3 separate regions of the Gossypium hirsutum genome follow, and regions 1 and 2 are each linked to region 3. Evidence: chromatin contacts called from public Hi-C data. All regions are on one chromosome and are shown on one strand. Each heading gives the region's core, a stretch centred on a gene start, on an enhancer-like site or on the middle of the called end of the contact. The rest is flanking DNA. Distances are from core to core; before and after follow the strand shown. Region 1 holds the start of LOC107886577. Region 2 holds the start of LOC107886604 (transcription factor PAR1). Region 3 holds the start of LOC107886611.

Evidence for each region. A called contact is a pair of places that touch in the nucleus more often than the background predicts.
Region 1: a Hi-C map of leaf shows a contact between it and region 3, with 2.2 times the contacts expected there. The contact joins the promoter of LOC107886577 here to the promoter of LOC107886611 in region 3. A contact is called at or near these places in 3 of 34 Hi-C or Micro-C datasets (all in leaf).
Region 2: a contact with region 3 is called in a Hi-C map of leaf, with 2.3 times the contacts expected there. The contact joins the promoter of LOC107886604 here to the promoter of LOC107886611 in region 3. A contact is called at or near these places in 3 of 34 Hi-C or Micro-C datasets (callus and leaf).

Annotation. Positions count from the first base shown.
Region 1 is chrA03:99,328,343-99,331,062 of Gossypium_hirsutum_v2.1, forward strand. It overlaps LOC107886577, which reads right to left and starts at 1,278. Exons shown (of 4, transcript XM_016810578.2): 1 at 380-1,278; 2 at 106-258; 3 at 1-27. The coding sequence starts at 1,153.
Region 2 is chrA03:99,971,407-99,974,315 of Gossypium_hirsutum_v2.1, forward strand. It overlaps LOC107886604 (transcription factor PAR1), which reads right to left and starts at 1,474. Exons shown (of 1, transcript XM_016810622.2): 1 at 881-1,474. The coding sequence starts at 1,309. The coding sequence ends at 1,043.
Region 3 is chrA03:99,621,294-99,624,024 of Gossypium_hirsutum_v2.1, forward strand. It overlaps LOC107886611, which reads right to left and starts at 1,344. Exons shown (of 3, transcript XM_016810636.2): 1 at 1-1,344. The coding sequence starts at 573.

The DNA of each region.
Region 1 (2,720 bases), core at 28-2,527, 290 kb before region 3:
AGCCGTTTGTCGTTGCTGAACAGCTTCCTGTTGAACCACGAATGTCAAATTTAAGCGAAAACCCTTGACAGAATTGAGTATGGTTAGCATGAGCCTTAAACTCACCTTGCCCAGAATGCCAAGTTTCCCAGGCAAATTCATGGTTAGACTTTTGCTGTTATCGATGGCTGAGTTATTATCAAGCTGAGATTCTGGTTGTTGGGCAGCCGCCACCCTTCCACGCTTTAAACTTGGTGGTGGTGTTGAACTTTTCTTTTCCTGCAATGGCTGAAATTTGAATTGTATAATCAAAGACAAAAAAACACCCTTGAAAAAGTTAATATGGAGAAAAACATGGCAAATTTTTAAATGGAAAAAAAGGGGGAAAAAGTGTACCTACAGCTGAGATGAGAGGACTGTTTGGGATTCTAGGCTCCCGGTCGATGACACTTTTGCTCCTTGGAAACTTTGAAGCCGAGGAAGGTGCAGCACAGCTTTTTCTAAGCAAAGCTGGACTTTCTCCTTTTGTATCCATCATTTTTGCCAACAATCCCCCACCAAAAGAGCACCTTATACCACCACTAACATTTCCATCTTTCCCTACCCTTCTTATCATCGGAGACATCATCGGAGTTCTCACCAGATTAGACCGCTCTTTCACCGGAGTACATTGATCAAAATCTAAAGGTACCGGCTTTAAAACTAAAGGAGAAGAGATCTCATCAGTCCCATTAACACCCTTGCCCCAAGAACCTCTTCTATGTAGCTTAGACTCTTGTTTTTGCTCACTTTTCTCCCCTTTTCTTCTTAAACCCATTAAAGGCTCGGGTGTCCCAACTAAAGGATGCCTTCCAGGGAGGGGCTTTGCACCTTTAACAACAGGAACAGGAGAGCCAGGCTCCAATCTATCAACATAAATGAACTGCCCAAGTTGCATTTTGTTGCTAAGAACAAAATCATCTTGGTCTGAAGGAAGACTAACGTAAATGGAATGCGAAGAATCGGAGACCTTGATGTAAAAGCCATGTTTAGGCCAAAGGTTCTTCTCATCAAGATCAGCCGGCACAATATCAGTGACCTGCAAAAGCGAACTCCTATGTTCACTAGTTGGCTTCACCCCAGTGTTCATCCCATTGAGTAATTTCAGCAAAATCCCAGGTGCCAATGCCGCCATAATCTCTAATCTAACTTCCCTGAATTGAAAAAGATCTCAAGGCATAAAAGAAGTGAAAGAAAGAAGGAGAGTTTGTTTTGGGGGTAGGATAAGACGTTAGCGAACGGTAAGTTTTGAGTTTGGGAAAGCAAAGGTTTTTAAATTTTGGAATTTTTGGAACGTTGGGGCAACGGTCATGTGGTGGGGCGTCTTATCATAATGATTTTTAATTATACAAATTTGGGAAAAAAGTTTTGCTTCCGGATGCTCACCTCACCTGCTTTTGCTAGTGATTTGGCTATTCGCTCAACGCACGCAGCGTTTCATTTAACTCTTGAAATGGACTTGGCTTACAGCTCAAAAGGGCCTTTAAGCCCAGTTCTGTAAATTTGGCTATTTGGTAAACGCACGAGAGCCATGTCACGTGTAACGCTAGTGTATTAATGTACACTTTCTGCCTCATTTACATTTTATAGTTTTGAATATCGAAATTAATAAAAGACTCATTCACATATTTCTCACTTTTATTAATCGATGAATACAACTTTACAACTCTCTATTTTTTCTCAAGTTTCTGATAATAAGTGTATCAGAGTTTTTACTTTCCTTAATTTTAATTATAAAACTTTATCCTTTTCAATTATTTTATAAGTCGGCTAATCACTACTTTCTCCATTAATTTTAAATTTTTTATATCTATTTTCATTATCCAAGGGTTGATTACATTAGCCCTTGAACAATTTTTGCACAAAAATCTCTTATGGTTTGAATATTAGAATCAATAAAAGACTTTCTCTATTTTTGATAACTGTTGAATGCAACTCTCTCCTCCATTTGCTCTTTTCTTTTTTTCTTTAGTTTTTAACAATCTCTTCAAGAGTTTTTATTTTCCTTAATTTTAATTATAGACCCTTATTATCTTCTTTTTTTTTTTATTGAGTCGGTCCATCACTATCTTCCCGATTAATTTATGAGTCATTATATCTAGTTCCATTCTTTAAAAGTTTACTCACAACTTCATTAGTTGTATCGTCTCTTAAATAATCTGGGCTACTTAATTAAAAAAGCCCCTAATTTATTATGGTGTAATGTTAATGTACTAAGCTCCGTTTTATCTTTATTGGTCATTTCACTTATCATTGCTTCTTTATTGATGTATACCTTACCACACTCAATACTATGCTCATGTATTGGAATTTTTATTTGAACAACAGAGAATGGATTTGTATTGGAATTTTTTTTTTGAACAACAGAGAAAAATACAAAAAAACAATCAAAAAATCAAGAAAGGTGATTTATTTTTTTCTTTTATTTATTTTTCGAATTTTTTATGTAATATAAGAAAAACACATAAAATAAAGAGGAAAAGAAGGAACTTACCTGACGATTTGCGTTCCACCATCGAGAGAGGCCGAGGTCGCTATCTCCAATGAAAGATGGCTCTAACAAGAAGTTTTTTAAACTCAAAAATCGAAAGGTTTCTTCGAGATTTCTGCGATTCGGTGGGTTTTTGGGAAAAACCAATCCCAAATTTAGGCTAAGGGAGCCGAAACGACCAAAAAGGGGTTTTTTGTATTTTTCGGTCACT
Region 2 (2,909 bases), core at 224-2,723, 350 kb after region 3:
AAATGAGAAAAAAAAAGAAAAGAAAAGATTACAATAAACAATTGTCAGAATGAAGCAATTCAGACCAAAAAAAAAACACTTCCTAAAACCCAGCTCGAAACTAAAAGAGAAAGAAGGTTACGTTTTATTTTGAACGTCAGCAGTAAAAATAATAGAAATCAACCTCGTTGCAAATAAAATCCAATTAGCTTAAAATATACCAAACAAGCAAACATAGAACTCTGTTATTAGAAAATAGAAATTTCAATTACTCATCGATGTAGTGGCATCTAAGAAAATATGTCAAAAATAAAACTAAACATAGTTAAGAATTGCATTTAGCAGAGAATCCTTTAAGCAGATAAAGAAAATGAAAAGAACACTTCGTATCAGTGAAGAAAGAGAAATTTATACATTTCCATGAATAATAAATAATGGGTTTACTTTTCTTCTTGTTGAGATTGAATTTAAGAATGAGTTTTGATGTTTTATATTTCGTTTTAGGGAGGGGATTTTGGTTATTTACGTTCTGGAAAGCTAAAAGAAAAAGAAAAAGGAAAGTTAAAAGAAAAGAAAAATTAAAATTATTGGGACTAATTAAAAAAATTCGACATCAACTTATTGTTACACACTTAACAGAAGTTAATGGCTCAATAATTTTGATGTCCACAATGTACTTAAACAAACATAAGTGTAATTTAGTCAACAAACGAGAAAGAAAGAAGGAGCAAAGGCTGGAAATTCCAGCAGATGGGTAGCCCACATGCATGAATTCCAGAGGAAATTAAAACCACCAATATTAACAAACTAAAAGAGAAGAATAAACCAACTTCTTAGGAGAAAACCTTAACCTTCAAATATAATTACTATAAGGAAAAAAAAAAGGAGGAAGAGAGTACATTTGTATATGGCAAGGCAGCAAATGCCATCTAAATTCTATATTATATATAATCTACATAAATATTTGAATATTAATGTCGACTGAATTATTGGAGTCTTTAGTTAACATCGTTCAATCTTTAAATAACTTTTACCTTTACCCTTATAAAAAGAAAAGGAGAGATTAAATTGAGGGTTGGTAAATCTTGGAAAGAGCTTGCAGAAGATTAAGTTGTAAGCGCAAATGCAGTATATAATCTGCCGTCCTCAAGAACAGGCGATCCGGTTGCATCAATTGCCCTCCCGGAATTAGCTTTTGCAACCTTTTGATCTTCATTCTAACTGATCGACCACCGGTGCTGCCTCCGCCACTGCAAGCAGTCCGCCTCCTCCTCATCCTCCATTTCACCATAGAAAACTCTTTGCAGCTCCTTGGCTCCGTATGTTTCATAAGAAAATGTGTATAAATTTCTTAAGCTAAATGGAGAACAAAAACGCAGGGAGGAAGGAAGGAAGTCACTCTTTATTTTCTTGGGTTTGTGTTCAAAGGAATGAAAAGTTATGATTGATGTAACAAAAAAAAAATGGAAGGGGAGAGAGAGGCATGAATGATGGGAAGAAGAGATATAGAAGGGACCATGTGAGCCGAGTCTTGATGTTCCTTTCGGCTCTTACGACATGAATTAAATATTCTCTCTTATTTTCATAAAATATTAAAAATATGTACGCGTATATGTTCCTGTTTTAGTCACACGTTCTCCCTAGTTTGTCGTTTTATGGACGTGGGCTTGCGGTGGGGCCCAATAAATCCCAACCCCATTTTTGCAGATACCATCATTCTGTGCACCACTAATCTTTTATTGAGAATTTAGTTAAACAATCCAACTCTTTTTGCTTTAATAAAGACATTATTGTCTATGAAATGGAAATTCTCTAATAAGTAGAGTTACCCTCGTAACTTTTATTAAAAATATTGGCCCGATAAATCTTTAAGTTCTGAAGTTTTATATTATGAATTTTTAACATAAAGAAAAACAACATTTGTTAATTCAACTTAATAACTCATAAATTGGTTAATTGAACTCAATAATTATATGTACTTGTATGAATGTACATTATTCTATCATTTAACAAAATAGTGTAGTTGAGTTGAGCGAAACTTAAATAGTGGAAAACACAAGTTCAAGCTCAAGTTTGGCTCGAAATTTAAGGCTCGATATTCGATTCAAGTTTAATCAGACATCAATTTTAAACTTGAGCTTTATTAGGCTTGTTTCTTAATTTTTGTACTCAACATCAAACTTTAACTTGAACTTCAACTCAATTAAGCTCGTTCATACTTAAGCTATTTTTATATAATAAGAGTAAAAATGTGATTTCATATATAATATATTAAAATGAAAAGCTCAATTAGAGTCAGAACCATTCAAATTGAATATTACGATGCTCAAATTCAACTTGATTAATAGCTTAAGTTGCTTGAGTGCAAGCTCAACTCGATAATTACCGAATCAAATTTGAGCATTTTATTTGGAGTCAAGCACAAATAGCTTGTGAACATTGGTGTTTTATTTATACCACTACTTCCGCACATTCAACCTGCCATTATTTCCCTATTTCTTTATCATCATATGTGCCATATAGGGTCTAAATGTCAATCTATCTCAAAAAAAAAAATAAAAAATAGTAATGACAATATGTTAAGGGGGAGCTAAGGTTACTTGATGTTATAGCTTCCTCCATTGTGTATGTTTTGTTCAAAAAATTGCTAAAAGGGAAGATTGTTGAAAAATATAGAAATGGCAATAGAGTGCCAAGGGAGTTCTCACTCCTTTACCATTGGAGTTGTTTGAGATAGTTTTCATATTTGAAATGTTGGCAATTTATTGAATGATATTTATAGGTTCTGTTGAGTATATGGATGATATCTAGTCCATCAATGAAGATCATATCAATTGGAGAAACATAGTTTGGAGATTGGATCGAATTGGTTCACCTTATTTAATCCTTTAGATCGTGGATATCATATTGAATTGGAACACTACACTCTT
Region 3 (2,731 bases), core at 94-2,593:
AATAGGCCAGTTCAGATTGGCTTTATTAAGACTGTTCCCTACAACTTTCCTACCTGTAATCACATTAACATCAGAGTCAATTAATATTCCTTTATTTTTACTTTCCAGTGACGATTTAGGGTTCTTTGTAGATTCTTGCTCCAAGGAACTTATCTCCAAACCTGCCAAAGAATGGAAACGTAATCCCGAATTTTCTTCTTTTTTCAAATTGTTACATTTCTTCGCACCTTCCAAATTTCCACGTCTAGATTTCCACTCCACCAACATCCAAGGCCCATATTTTCCTTTTTCAGTCGTTGCAGTCGCTACAGTAGCCTGCTTCGATGGACCCTCATTCTCGACTGCCCCTATAGACGAAATAGTCAACGAGCATGTTTCATTAGTATGACCGTAACGACCACACTTAAAACACATAACAGGTAATTTTTCATATTCTATTCTTTGCGGATTATCGTTGATGAGAATCCTAGAGATCAAAGGCCTCCCAAAATTAACAAACACTGCGATACGAGCGTATCGTCCCCTTGCCCTACTATCCGTGTTGATATCCAGCTTTGTAATCTTGCCAATCATACTCCCAATTTCCAAGAGAATCTGTCTTTTATACAGGTGACTAGGAAGTCCAGGGAAACGAATTCAAGTTTGGATCAAGTTAGGATAAGGAAGATTGGAGTTAAAGTCGATCGACCATGGCTAGACAGTAAGATAATGGCCGAATATAACCCACGGCCCCTGGGAGAGTACCTGGTCATAATCAATAGAATTCTGAAATTTTGCAAAGAAATAACCATTTTCAATGTTCATTAATTGAACTGGTTTCGACGGTCTCCAAATCCCATAGAGTTTATTTTGTAGTGTTGAAATTCCAATATTCCTGCCCAGCATCTTGAGAATAATCGAAGTAGACATTTCCTTCTCCAGGATCTAGTACACTATATCAAAGAAGTCTATAGAGGGGACACCATCTACAATAGACTTCTTCACATCCTGATTGGAAAGAAAAAAACTATCAGCAGCAAGCTGGACTTCGTTCTTGTGATCCTGGTTGAGATTATCCTTCCCCAATAACTTGTCCTTCCACGACAACGGAGACACTGGTAAAGGATCCACCACCATCACATCCTCCAGGGCCGCATCCGTGTCCTTAAAACGAACTTTCTTTGTATTTGAATCTTCAACAATGGAGATATATTCTCCATTCCCATTCGCAAAGCTAGCAGAAGAAGTCGAGAGCATTTTTCCAACCTTTATTAAAATCTTTTTTTATATTTTTTTATTTTCATCCTCTTGTTATCCTAATATTAAACCCCTATTTTCTCTAAATTATGACTTTGAAGATTTATTAGTAAAAGTAAGTATTATATAAAAAATTAATTAAATTGAACGGGTTGGATTTTATACATTGTAGTTAATCATAACAAGTAGTTTTGATTAATATCAGTTTGTATTGTTGTATACCAACTTACTAATTAACACGATATTTTAATATTTGAAATTAATTTTTATAATTACATAAAAATTTATATATAACCATTTAATTAATTTATTGAAATTAATATATATAACCATTTAATTAATTTATTGAAATTAATTAATAATTTTAAATTTTTATTTGTATATAAATATATTATATGTGTTTATATAATTGTTGAGTAATTTTCTGTGTATCTTATTAAAGGGAATATTCGAGTATTTATACATATTATTACTGTTCATGATTTGACTCCATTGTTCATGGACTTGACCCCACTATTCATAGGATTGATATTTTGAACAGGCATCGGGCATGTTGAACATGTGTATCGTTCTGGGTCGCCTCTTAGGCCTCACGGTCCCCTATGTGTAAACTCTTTGGGTATATCCGAGCTAGGGCCGCGAACTCCTCTCAGCCCATGCGAGCTGATATTGTGAGCTCCCCTAGATGTCTCTTCGTTGTACACCTCACACATCTGATAGAGCTTGGCCGGGACACTGGTAGACGACCCAGATCTTACCTAGGTTTCGTATTGGTGATAATTGGTGTACAGCAATAATATATAAAAAATACCTATAAATTTAAAATAATACACCGAAAGATACCGATAGCACGCATCGCTATCTAAATAAAAACGATACATCTACTTATATAATACTTATTATCTTAATTTCCCAGAAATAAAATCTTCTAACAAAGTCTTTTGGAATTACTCTTGTAAAATTGGCATAAGAAGATTTTTTAATTTTGCCATACTTTTGAAAATATTTGTTAAAAAAAAAACAACACATGATGTTCATTAATAAATAAAATCAAGTTATGTATAACCTAACTTGCTGTTGTGAGCCATATTTATATTTAGGAGTTAGGTTGGTATGCCCAACCAAAAACTTCGAGAGCTAAAAAGTAGATCCAAAACTTCGAGAGCTAAAAAGTAAGATTTTAAAATTATAAATCCACGTGTGTATTAGTACAACTGTGTATTGGATGAGATTGAAAATACTATATTTTAAAAAAATTTACTTAAAAGTCTATTCAATTTGTCCATTTAAAGTTCATTTTCAAATTTATTATTAAAACGCTTATTGTTTATTTAATTATTTATTGCTTTAACACGGGGAAACGTTAAATTTTTGTAAATATTTAAATAATTTCAAATTAAAACAAAGTTAAACATTTATATTTTATTTAATTATTTAGTGCTTTAACACATGTAGACGTTCAATTATTATAAATATTAAAATAAGTTCATAACAT